2 separate regions of the Mus musculus genome follow, and region 1 is linked to region 2. The links are chromatin contacts, called in public Hi-C maps. All regions are on one chromosome and are shown on one strand. Each heading gives the region's core, a stretch centred on a gene start, on an enhancer-like site or on the middle of the called end of the contact. The rest is flanking DNA. Distances are from core to core; before and after follow the strand shown. Region 1 has its middle 290 kb from the start of Gm31326. Region 2 has its middle 20 kb from the start of Gm24638.

What was found. A called contact is a pair of places that touch in the nucleus more often than the background predicts.
Region 1: a contact with region 2 is called in a Hi-C map of the N1E-115 cell line, with 1.7 times the contacts expected there. The contact joins two enhancer-like sites. A contact is called at or near these places in 1 of 39 promoter capture datasets (hippocampal neurons) and 4 of 484 Hi-C or Micro-C datasets (the HL-1 cell line, the N1E-115 cell line, cerebellum and 1 more).

The regions. Positions count from the first base shown.
Region 1 is chr9:101,689,966-101,696,293 of GRCm38.p6, forward strand. No RefSeq gene overlaps it. Among named protein-coding and RNA genes, the nearest start is that of Gm31326, 290 kb to the right of the region's middle. Within about 2 kb of position 3,371, at least 2 of the 459 cell types and tissues checked have an H3K27ac peak or open chromatin away from gene starts, as enhancers often do. A contact at or near this core is called in the N1E-115 cell line, where this site is marked.
Region 2 is chr9:101,409,744-101,416,655 of GRCm38.p6, forward strand. No RefSeq gene overlaps it. Among named protein-coding and RNA genes, the nearest start is that of Gm24638, 20 kb to the left of the region's middle. Within about 2 kb of position 1,693, at least 11 of the 459 cell types and tissues checked have an H3K27ac peak or open chromatin away from gene starts, as enhancers often do. A contact at or near this core is called in the N1E-115 cell line, where this site is marked.

The DNA of each region.
Region 1 (6,328 bases), core at 2,121-4,620, 280 kb after region 2:
TGGCCACAGGACTCCAAGGGCATGAGAATCCTGAGCCTCAATGTGTGCCTTTCAACATCTAAGATGCACATGCCAGGGGCACAGAGCCTGTACAGATGCTATCTAGCAGCACGTTCAGAGAAAAACCTGGAAAACCCTATTTTACTGCCCAAATTAACAATGTGATTAAAAACCACGTGCAAAATGACAACAGCTGAAACAATAACCAACCTTTCAGCCTTGCAGCTTTAGGGAAGGCTAAACCCATAAGTCCCCCTCCACAGCTGCTCACAGGCGCCCCCTCTTTCAAGGAGCCTGCTTTCTGAAAGCTTCAACCAAAGGCTTTGTGTGAACCCTCCTGCCTACTTCAGCATCTGCCAGGACTCTCCACGGTCTGTTCCGTTCTTGGCCTCGAGGGGGCACCAGAGCTTGCACATAGCGAGGTGGCGGCTCGGCTCCTTGAGACAAAAGAGTTGGATTTTGGATGCCAATTTGTCTTAACATTGTATATAAGGTCTGTCTCAAGCTGAGGAGGCCATATACAGACCCGAATCGGGATGAGCATTTTTCTGGCTGTTCTGTTACTTAGCCAGGGGATGCTGGTGGTCTACAAAACAAACTGGGCTGCTTTTTGCGTGGCAACGTCCACCCTATCCAGGTGAGCGCCTGGGAGAAGGGGTCCTTAGAATAAGATCTTTTAAGGCAAGCGGCTTCTCCTCACTTCGCCCCTTGCCGTGTAGGAGCCGCCTTCAGCAATGAAACAAAAGGTCCCGGAGAACCGAGATAGGGAAGACCAGGAGAGGTAAGCAACAGGAAGAAAAGAAAGGATGCTCGCTAAGGGCAAAATCAAGGAGACAGAGAGAAGCTAATATATGGTGATTGTTTTAAGCATTGTTATGGGTTTTTGGAGTAAAACACAATTTGTAGGAAGCAAACTTCCCCAAATGTGAGTACTTAATAAAGAAGAAAACAGAAGGATTGATAATGGAAATTAGGCTAATGAATAAACAAGCTGCTTAAAAAATGGGCTCCTCTCGCAGTCCGTTATTTTTAACTTAGTGACAATTTGCATACTAGTTAATTTGCATATATTAAATACTGCTCCCCTTCTCCTTCCCACCTCCTCCACTTCAGAATAACATTTCATTACGGTGCTGCTGGGCCTGAGGACTCGTAGGCTCCAGAGAGTTTATTAATTTATCCAACACATGCTGTGTACATTTTTATCACTCGCTGCACAGTGGACCTGGTATCTTTGAAGTCATTAACAAGACAGGGGTGTTCTGCTCGAGGTATTCAAAAAGACAGCCGAGAAAAGCCAGCCTGCAAAGAAGGGGGAAAATAATGTACCAGCAGAACAGGGGAAGATCATGTTTGGCATCTGCCCTTTCTAGGAAGACAAAACTGAGCAACGGATGGTTCCCTCATCTGTATCGGGAAGCCTCCAGATTGCTTCTCTTGCTTATTTATTTTAATTTCTAGAAAAGGAATAGAACTGTTACCCACTGGGTCACAGGCACCTCCAAAGAACTAGCTACACATGGCGTTTCTCCTGGTATGGTCCATCTGGACACATGGCTCTTGGGGACCCTCCAGCCCTCCTGCTGACAAGACGGGCAGGGTAATGAAGACTCGGCACCTTCGTTATGTGTCTGATGTCACTGTCTGAGGCTACCTGGTTCATCCCTGGACTTGATGTCCTCCTCATTGCCCTATCCTGAGGCCCTTCCCATAACTGTTCCTTTCCTGGTGTCTTCTGCTGTAGTAAGAATCTTAAGCTCAGTTGCTTCTGCAGTCCGTCATGTTGTGACTCGCTCTCCCACGGAAACAGAAAGACAACCACAATTTGAGGGGTTCCTTCTAAAGTCACCAGCACTGGCCCACTGCACTAATCTCACTGCTATTTTCCATTGTCATCTTCTCAGGTTAGATATCTGTCCTGATTCTGCCAACTCCTATGCTTCAGTTGAAGAGAGACCCATGTAGTGCTTAGGGCTGGGAAGGGTTTTTTTTCCCAGATGCCAGTGAAAACTGAAATCAAGTTAAATAGTGTCTAATGATTCTTTCATTAAATATTCATTGAATGCCTACTATGTGCCAGCCAACCAGGAACCAGAGACACAGAACTTACATCCCAGGGGCAGAGAGAGACAACACACACGTCAATGATAAATAATTGATACTGTTTGGGACTGATAAGTGTTAAACCCAGGGGCGGAGGGGAGTGAGATGACAGAATTGTGAGTGACAAAAGGGAGGGAGCTTTTCTTTAGCCAAGGCTATTAGGGTCAGCCTCTAAGAGGACATGCTCTGTGAGGTATAAAAGAGGAGTCCTAGAGGGAGATAGAACTGATTCATGAACTGAATCCATCTTGCTGTATGGCTTGGTGCCTATTGAGCACCAAGCATTTAGTGACTTTACATTTGGCCAAAATAATCTGCCAATTCCAATGTGCTTGTCACCACTTGGTCCCAAGGTGTAAGCTGGCAGAGAGTTCTGAGTCCAAGAAGCAGGAGTTCTTAGGATCCTCCCCTCTATTGAAATGACAGGTTGTGTAGGGTAGCCAAGGTTCCTTCAGTCTGTCCTGAGGAACAGACTCCTCTGGAAGAGACAGTGAAGTACAGTGGTTAGTCAGACACTCAGCGTGAGTTACGTGACCTCCCTGTCCTTCAGTTATTTGTAGAGTGAGTAAATGAAATGTGAAAAGATTGATACCCACAAAAGGCTCAGTAAATATGCCCAAGTATGGCAATGGTGTGGGAGAATTTCTATGTGTTATAATAAACATCTATAGAGTAGAAAATAGTCCAAGAATGGTCTCTGAGTCCCCGATGGCTTCAGTCAGAGAACCAGGCAGCCCCTGGCTTCCAACTAGCTTCCTAACAGCATTGTCCTTGAGCAAGCTATCTAATCTGATTATGACTTGGTTTGCTCATTTGTAAGATGAAGATAATAACAGTGTCTCCCCTACGCGCTATTATGGGGATTAATGCGACAATATCTGTAAAACATTGAAGCCACACATGTGAGATGCTACAGCTAATATTATTGCACTGACCTGGCCTGTGGCAATAAGTGGCTTGATTCCCGTGATTAACAAGAGCTGGCTGCATTCTTCATGTAGTGTCTGCTATCCTTTATGTTTGCTTACTTGTTCCCTGACTGTCATTTCAGCGCCATTTCCCCTCCACAGCTGCCTTTACTTCAGTCCGAGTCAATGTTTTCTCTCTCCAGTGTAAGTGTGGTGGCTCCAGCTTGTCTCCCTGCTTCTGGTCCTGCTACTGCTACGCCTTTCCTCAATCGCTTGGTAAGCAGGTCATTGCTATGGAACATTCGGTGGCCATCCAATGTTGTCTGCTCACCTTTATAATAAAATCGCAGTTTTTGGCCCAACCTGTAAATCTTTGTCTGTCGGCTCATGTCTTCCTATGTCTCTAACCTTTGATCCTCACTTCCCTCTCTGCCTGCCACACTCCTGCCATACCTGCTATTCTATTCATAAACACACCAAACTATGGCAGCCTTCAGGTGTTCAGACAGAAGATTTCTTCAGCCTCAAATGTTATTTTTTTTCCTGTGGGCATTGCTTGGCTGGGAAATAAATGAGGGACTTCATTTGACTATGAATAATAGAATATCCTAACAATTGTGACTTCCATATATACTTGTTTGTACTTTGGTTATTTGGTTAGAAGTCTATAAAGGGTCTACTTCATCATTGCCTCAAAACAAGAGGGATAAAGTCCTTAAGGCTGCCTTTGGTTTTCTTTCATGGTTACAAGAAAGTTGCCATGATCCCAGCCATCTTACTCTTCATTTAAGCAAGAAAAAATGGAGTTCAAAGAAGACATTGAAAGACAGTCCTGGTGCCAAGGAGATGGCTCAGTAGGTAAAATACTTGCTGTGCAAACCATGAAGTGCCTCAGCTCAGAGCCCCAGCGCTCCCACAAAAGACAGGCATAACATCATGCATCTATAATGCCAGGGCTGGGTGAGGGAGTGGAGACAGGTGGTATACTACTTTAAACTAGCAACTTGATAAAGCCTAGAGAAATCTGTGAGGTAAGCCTTGATTGAGGATATGTATAGATCAGACTGGCCCATGGGCATGTCTGTGAAGGATTATCTTGATTATTGATCAACATGGCAGGATTTTGTCTGCTGTGGGTGGTACCACTCCTCTGGCAGGAGGTCCTGGACTGTAGAATAAACAGCTAACTATAACCTGGTGAAAAAGTGCAGGGCAGTGGCATGATCCAGGAGAAATAGCCAGGCCTCCATGAAATTGGCACAAGCCCGAGGAAGTGGTCAGACTCAGCCAAAATGCCAGAAGTTCTCTGCGGTGCCTCTCGCTACAAAGTGAAGATATGCATAGACATGGGACCAGCCAAGCTTTGCACGGCTAGCAATACAAGCACCCATCACTGTCTGCTGGGTCTTACTTATACACTCTCCAAATATCAGCTCCACCTGTCAGCTCACAGGTATGCTTCATCAAAACACACGAGTCTTCTTCAGCCAAACATCACATGACACAACCAGAAATTTCCACTTCATAGAACACTGTCACACTGGCTAACCCTTGAACCCAAGAAGCCTGGACTATGTGTGCTTTAGAAAGACTCACTAGGGTGTGCTGGGTACATTGTGTCCTTAAAAGAAACAAAGAAGTGAAAATGTGGCAGGTAGCTAGGAGGTACCTTGGCTGACTTCCCAGTTTGTCGGTTTTGCTTTACTATGTCCTTCTTTTATGAGTGTGTTATTTAACCATAACCCCTCCTCCATCCATCCCATTATCTTCTGTCACAAACCTCTGTTTCCTACTCTCACTCTTTTCCTACTGTGTTTACTTTGCTTTCTTAGGTAGAAGAGCAGAGCAGAGACTATATGTGCTTGGCTTGCCACTCAAGCCTTAGAACTCAGCTCAGAGCTGAACATGCCTAGACTCTCAATAAATTCGCCAAACGAGTCAGTAGATGAATGAAGATAGGATGTCTCCAGGAGGGTGGGAAATTCTCTGTTTCTTTCCTAGATAATCCCAATCAAGAGGAACCCTCGCAGAATGGAATTGTTAAATAAAAATGAACAAAATGAGTCAATGTTAACATCTTGTCATGTTATCATACGACTAAATATGGTTTCCTCTTTCGCGTTGGTCAGATATCTAGAGACAGTGCTCACCATGTACATCCTGTGCCATCGTCTGTAATATAATTAGCACGGATGGTCTCAGCTCCTTCTTCCTTTTCTTCCTTTGCCGATGCTCCTTTACAACTGGCCAAGTACTTCCTTTAACACCACATGCACAAAAAGAAAAAAATGGCTTCCACTGGAAAGTAACTAAAGTAACTTTTTGGTCACTGTTCCTTACTGCTGAGTGAAGCTGAGCTAACATCTAGTCACAGCCTGGGGTCTTTTCCTCCTGAATTCCTATCAAGGCATGCCTTGTCTTGTTTGTGCTCTATGTGACTACTTTGCTGACAATGTGACACTTAACCCCTCTGACTAGACCACTTTATCCAGTCAGGATGAGCCAATACTCAAGACTGTTTGTGGGAAATGATTCTGCCATTTGACTCTCTAGTTTTTCCTCTTAGCTTTCAGGTAAGCTCCATGCACCGAGAAGGTAATACTTTGGAAGTGCTAGAGAGATGGTTTAGTCAATAAAGTGTTTGCTGCACATTACTGATGATCCGGGTTTGCGTTCCAAGGACCCACCTAAGAGTCTAGGAATAGCAGCAAGGGGAAGCTAAAAGAGGAGAATCCATGCATTCACTGGCCAGCCAGGCTCGGCAAGCTGGAACACTCCAGGTTCAGAGAGAGACCCTGTCTCAAAAAGTGAGGTAGAGAATGGTTGAGGAAGACACTTGATATTGATCTATGGACCATACATACATGTGCATGCATGTGCACATAAATCCATAAACACATGCACGCACATGAACATATTCACAAACACACACATAACATACTGATAGGAACATGATCATACGTAAAAACACACACATAACACACATATACAGAGTATCAGACTGAGGTCAAAATCCTTCATTGTACAGGGCTTCCTCTAGATCGTATAACCATTAATCATCATCTCTAAATTTACTCAACCAGTTATAAATCCACGGAATGATATTATCATGAGGTCCATATCTCTGTAATCTATTTAGAGCATTATAGGAAACTCCATCAAAGCCCTTACTTGAATGAGCAGACAGTGCATCGATGTGTCTCCTTGGGTCTCTATCAAGGTTGTAACACCAATAAGCATGTCTAATGTGACTTGTTCTCACTGTGTCTGTATTGATATAAAGAAATACACTTCCTAATCTAGGGACTCATAGACTC
Region 2 (6,912 bases), core at 443-2,942:
GCCCCAATTTCTCCCAGACTCTCCCCACCTCCTTATCTACTTAATTTTATAATCATTTTCTCAAAACAAAACAAAACAAAAACAAAAACAAATTCAGGAGAAACAACGCAACACATACACTCATGCAGGCGTGCGCACCACACACACACACAGACACACACACACAGACACACACACACACACACACACAGACACACACAGACACACACACACACAGACACAGACACACACACACACACACACATACACACAGACACACACAGACACACACACAGACACAGACACACACACACACACACACACAGACACACACACACACATACACACAGACACACACACATACACACAGACACACACAGACACACACACAGACACAGACACACACACACAGACACACACACAGACACACACAGACACACACAGACACAGACACAGACACACACACAGACACACACACAGACACAGGCACACACACAGACACACACACAGACACACACACACAGACACACACACACAGACACACACAGACACACACACACACACAGACACAGACACACACACAGACACACAGACACACAGACACACAGACACACACACACACACACACACACACACACACACACACACACACACACAACCAAGAAACAATAAAACCCCCACAAACCACAAAAAATGAAAACCAAAACAATCAAAAGACCAGTAAGGCAAAAATGCCAAAACAAAACAAAACGAAACAAAACATTTACAAGATTACCATTGAGTTTATTGTGTTGGCACCAGGCCTGCCCTATAATGAGGTTAATAGACTCAGTGAGGATTCATTGCCGAAAACTGATTTTCCCCAAGGGGCTTTTGAAAAGATTGTGTGGAACACTCATAACTCCCCTTAGGTTATGTACGAGTCATAAGGTGAATGTGATGGAAGTTCTAGGTTTTCTTTCTAGAGAAACTTGGCAACATTTATCTATCTTCTGGGAGGTCTCTGTGTTAATCAGCCTCTCTTTGCTGTTACAAAGTATCCAACATAAATAAGGTAAAAGGAATGCCCATGCGCCATTGCTTTCAAGCCGGTGTTAGAGCAGAAATGTGGAAGAGCGCATCAGAGGAAGGGGTCCCAAGGACACCCTTGGTATGCTTCCTCTTCCTGCTTGATGCAGTTCAGCGCAGTGATCTTTCAAGCTCTGTGCTGAAGGCAGGCATACAACATATTCTTCAAAGGCATGCTCGCTGACTTACTTCTAATAGGGCCCCATCTCCCAAGAGCCCATTCAACATAAACTTGTCAGTGCTCAACCCGATGATGACGTCAGTGCCTTCTTCATCCAATAGTACCGCTAGCTGGGGATCAAATCGTCAACAGGCCAGTCTCTTGAGGGCTGGGATGACTCTTCCTATCCAAATCCTGACAGCCTCCAGGGAGTGAGCCCATGACTGATAGAACAGCTTTGGGAAACTGCCTGGCATTCTCGGGGAGAGGCAGTCTCTTTCTGGGGAGGCAGCTCCAGGCAGCATCCCCTCCTGGGCTATAGCTAAGCGAGAAAAATCTGAGCACTTTTCTCATCAAGCTCAAATCAACTGCGGGAAGCCTCAGAGGGGCCTTCTCTGTGCTTTCCTCGTCATCCCCATCTCGACAGTCCTACAGGTTCTGAACGTTAATCAGTGTCATCGCGAGTCTGCTGATGTTACGAAGAACTTAATTGGTTCTTTGGAGGAAAATGAGTCACCATCAGGAGAGTAAGCTGCAGGGCAGGAACACACAAGGGGAAAGGGAAATGAAACCCGCACGCGGAAAAGATCAAGTGTGCCCTTACGCTTCTCCTCGGCTGCAGTCCCAGATGAGCCCACTTTTGCTGATGGGGCTTAAAGAGGTTTTCAGAACCATGGAGACAAAAGGTATTGCCTACTCCTCCCCCCACCGCCTTTGTTTCCCTCTCTCCTTTTCTGCATGTGCAGCCATATCCAGTGGAGGGGGAAGGGGACAGACCATCCACCCGACTGTCAGAGTTGATCATTGCTGACCTTATCAAAACACAGAATCAATACGCTCTCCTCCCAGTAGCCCAGAAAAATCATAAAGAGTTTGGACTGAAGCAATTTGAAGTGCAGAATCCCTTGAATCAGAAGACCAGCCAGTAAATTGTTGGGCCTCCGAATCCTTCCATGCCCTTCCTCAGAGTCGGACAAGACCAACAGCATCACTTGAGATCCTGTTTCCGGGTGGAGAGGACTCCAAAGAAGCTTTTGACCATCAAGCCCACCTCATAGAGAAGTGGTATTTTAGGTTTGTGGTAGCAGGGTGCTTTTGAAGGAAGCCTGAAGGAGGGTGATAACTAGAAGCTGGGACAGAGGCCTTCCCCCTCTCCAGCACCTCTCAGGAGAGCCTCTCCAGGCGTGACCCTGGACAACTCTACAGCCTGTCACATTTGGAAAGCCAAGCCGTGCCATGCCTCTTTCCCATTTCTTTGTTCTTTTAAAAAATGTTTTCTCCAGTTTACTTTCTCATTCCTTTTGATTTATGTTCCCCTCTTCCTCTTTCTCCTCTTCCTCCTCTTCTCTCCTTCCTCTCCCTCCTCTTCCTCCTCTCCCTCCTTCTCTCCTTCCTTTTCCTCTTCCTCCTCTTCCTATTCCTCCTCTTTCTCTTCCCCCTCTTCCTCTTCCTCCTCTTTCTCTTCCTCCTCCTTCTCTCCTGCTTCCTCCTCCTCTTCTTCCTCCCCTTCCTATATGCAGTACGAGTGCTGATACTGATCTTGACAGCATGCATCCTTATCTCTGGAGTCAAGTCATTGGCCCTCCAGCTGGTGTTTAGCATTGCTACCTACACAGGAACATTGTAGCTAGTCCTGTGGCCCTAAAGATCTGTGGTTGAGCTGTTTCTTCCCAGACCTCAGTCCTATTTTCACAGGGCCTTGCCCTTGGACATTTGGTACCCTCCCAAAGAACTTTATATTTGCCTTAGAAAATAAAAACAACTGTTCATGTTGTGCTTTATTGTTTGTTTGTTTGCTTGACTGTCTCCTCTTATGCAAGCAATTTGTCTGCTCCACAAACAGTTATCTTTGCCAGGTATGGGAAAACACCAGGCACAACACAGGTGAATTCTGGCCCTCATTGAGCCATGAAGAAGGTTGAATGACCGACAGAGAAAGCCCATATCAAACAATCTCGAGGAACGGCATTTAGAAAGACCAGAGTCCAGTGACTGAAGCGTGGTTAAGGACTTGATATTTTATTTTTGTCATAGAGCGAGTCTGGACCTGGGAGGAGAGAAAAATAGCCAGAAACGGCAACATCTTGTTTGTCAAGCGTGGCTCGGGTAGAGGTCCCAGAGGGTCAGGCTGCTGCAAGGACAGCATGAGTGGGGAGCTTGCCATCCACAGGGCTCATCCAAGGGCAAGGCTACAAGTGCTCTGCCAGCTGTTCTCGCCTGTCATTGCTGTGGACAGACACAAGTCTTGGGACTCATGGCTGCCAATGCTGGGGGCAAGGGAACACTTATCAGGAGAGTGTACAAGGACCCATAGTGACAGGCAGGCCCTGGTGCCAACTTTATTAATTGAAAGGAATGTAATCCACCTGATGTTTAAAAAATCACATGGGCCAATGAACAGAAACCTGAGCAAGCAGCCAAATAGGGTGGATGAAGCCAGACGGGTTGGTGTTCTCTGTATGGATGGAGAAAGTTGAGTGGGGGCAGGAGGAAGTGACAGCCTGGGCCACTAGTCACAGAGTCACTAGTGTGTGGAACCCACACCTATGATGCCAGACTGATGCCTCTGTCCCCTGCGCAAGCTAATGTGTCCCTTGGTAGATGAGCCTGCCCACATGCATGCCAGCTGTCAACATTTCCTGGCAGAGCAGTAGGACCAGCCCCTTGGAGCAGAGGAGCACTGGTGCCTGACCTCTATTCTCTGACTCTCACTCCCCACACAACTAGGCTCCAAGACTGGGGTATTCTGGGAAATTCCCCATGCTCCAAGATGTCATCAAACTGCAGATGAGGAGCAAGGGATGTGCCCACGGCAGGCACCAGCCACAGATGGCCCCAGCATCTAAATAAGCGTTTCATTAGTGTAGAACCTGGGGAAAAAATGGAGCAGGCTATGGGTAAACACAAATGAGTATGGAAAGTCAAGTTTAAATCCTGCTAGTTATGTTCGGTGCCTTCATAAAAATAAGCAAAGCACGCTCTCTCTCTCTCTCTCTCTCTCTCTCTCTCTCTCTCTCTCTCTCTCTCTCTCTCTCTTAAAGGGGCCACACTGTTAGCTGCAGTGCTCCTCCAGCTCTTGTCGAGTTATAATGTGGTCAGTCAGGGCTGGGCTCCACATAGCCTTTATATGCCTTCTCCTGTCATACCAAAATGGGCTCTCTCATCCCACAACTGTGTTTTATGCCATAAATGAATGGGAACATCTTTGCTTCTGTTTATCGTTATCCACCCTGGAAGGCTGATTCCTTCTGATTCCTCCTTTTGGAGGTCAGCACTCAGTTCTGATCAGAGAGGACATCCAATTCTATTTTCACAAGCTATGTGTTTGTTTATTTTTCTTCTCCTTCCCCAGTAGAGGGTGCCTGGACATGGTGTCTGTTCTCGGTATGACCCTGTGGCTTATTCTGAGCTCTTCTTCATCTTTCCCTGGGAATAGCAAGAGACCTCTGCCCATAACCCCAACCCCCAAGGATCCCAGCCTGCTCATCTTTCCTGATAGACACAGTCTGTTTAAGGAGGAGATTGTTTATTTATTTATCATATTTAAATTTTTATTAGCATATATTAATTATGCAAAGTATGGGTTTCATTATGACAGTTTCATATTCATATATGTGATACACTTATACTCACCCTCATCACCTTCTCTTTCTCCATCCCCCACCCCATTCCTTGTCTCAAATAGTTTATCTTCTATTCTTCTCTGTCTCTATAGTTCTCCCTTCCCTCCTTCCTCTCCCCATCTCAATCTATATCACACATAGGAGAAAACACACACAAAATTTGTCTTTCTGAGTCTGGCAATTATTTCTCCTAAGTGATCCTTTATTTCCATCCTTTTCTTTTTGTGTGTGTGTGCAAATGTTGTGATTTCATTTTCCTTTATGGCTGAATAAAACCCAAGAAAGACTTTAGACAGTGATTCTGAAAACCCCCTGAATGTGACCACAGTGAGCCATTTCATCAGATGACTGAGAAGGTGTGAGGTTTGACTTGCAGTTACCCTACCCATCTCTTCAGTGAACCTCAGTTACATCATCTGTAGGATGGGGCTTGGAGGGGGCTCATCTTCTTGGGCTGATGGTAGGTATAAGGCCAATGACCTTCAAAGAACCTCAGGAAGGCTGAGGAGCTCTTAGTTCTATACTGATTTGAGTGCTGTGTTTCTGGTTCTGAGCAGGTCTGACCGACTACTGTTTTGGGTCTAGGTGATACCCATGAAAGGTTCTTCTGGCTTCTCCGTATAATGGCCATGGATTTCCGAGCATCTCCTCTGTTTTGGTTTACATTCTGTGTACCATTTTACTCTTTGCCACTCCCCCTAGAAAAAGATGATTATTCAATTTAATGCATAATAAAGACTCAGGAAGGTTAAGTAAAAGGTCCAAGGTCTTGAATGTGATAATCGTGTGAGCTGGATTTCAGTTGATTTGCAGACTTTGGATTCCATCCACACCCCCATCCTTACTCTACTCACTGCCAGCTCCGTAGATTCTGTGAGATTCTAAGTAATCCAAGTGAGGCCCTGGAGCAACACTGTGTGAAGCTACAGTGTCTACAATGATGGAAATATCCTCTTCTTTTCCATCCAGCAGGAAACTGTTAGACACTTGAAGCATGGCACGTGTGACACAAATGAGTTAGACATTTTTAATTTTGTAGATGGGGTGGGAATAAACAACCTCTTTATAATTGGATGGAAGACCTGCTTCACAAGACAGACCTCATGCCTGCCACTGTTAACAGCGAGTAGATGTCTAGGTCATAGGTCCTATGAGAAACCAAGCTCCATTACTTGGTTAAATAGAGTAATAAACTGTTCCTAACTTATATATATATATACCATAGATCAGTACATCTCTTGATCCTCATCAGAGAGTCTTCTTTTGGCAGTGGGTGGCGACTAACGCAGAGACCTGTGGTCTACATGCAGAAAAGAAACTGTCAAGGCTCATCTCCAAATGGGAGATCTTCTCACACCTGTGCCCATGCACCAGCACTAAGTGGATTCAGTTTTTCTTTTTTTAAGGTCAAGGGGGAATTGTGAGATTGAATGTGGGGAAGTGATGGGGAAGGGGCTAAAAGGAAGTGAATGGGTAGATCTATTGGATGAAATCATATATTATGTGCATCTATGAAGTTCTCAAATGGCGAAAGTATTACATATGTAGAACCAGGTGTTTGGCATATGCCTGTAATCTCAGGACTTGAGGGGTTGAGGTAGAAAGATAGCCAGCCTAGACAACATTGCAAGACCTGGTCTTAAAACCCAACTCTCTACCTGATAGCAGACAGTGGTATACCATCTTGTAAATGTTCTAGAATCTACTGAATTCTACCTAGAGGAGTCAAAATCATGTCTTGCCACCCTGAGCAAACTCAATGCTAGTTAACCTAAACTTAACCAACTCCTGTGACTAGTGGCTACCATTTTGGACAGTGGGCTGGAGAGCTACTTATTTCCGATGTGAGTCTCCAGGGAGATTCCATGAGCTCCTACTCCATGACCCTACTCCAGCTCCTCCCGTATCCACCCTACAGATGGGCAGGTGCACAGTTGGCTACTTTTCTATGGCTCTGAGGCACACGCTACATGAATGCCACCTTCTCTGTTCACTGACAGAAGCATTAGTAGCACTCATGGATGGATGGTCCTCCATATTCTTATTTCCATCCCAGATTCCCTTTAGCTTTTCACTTTTCAC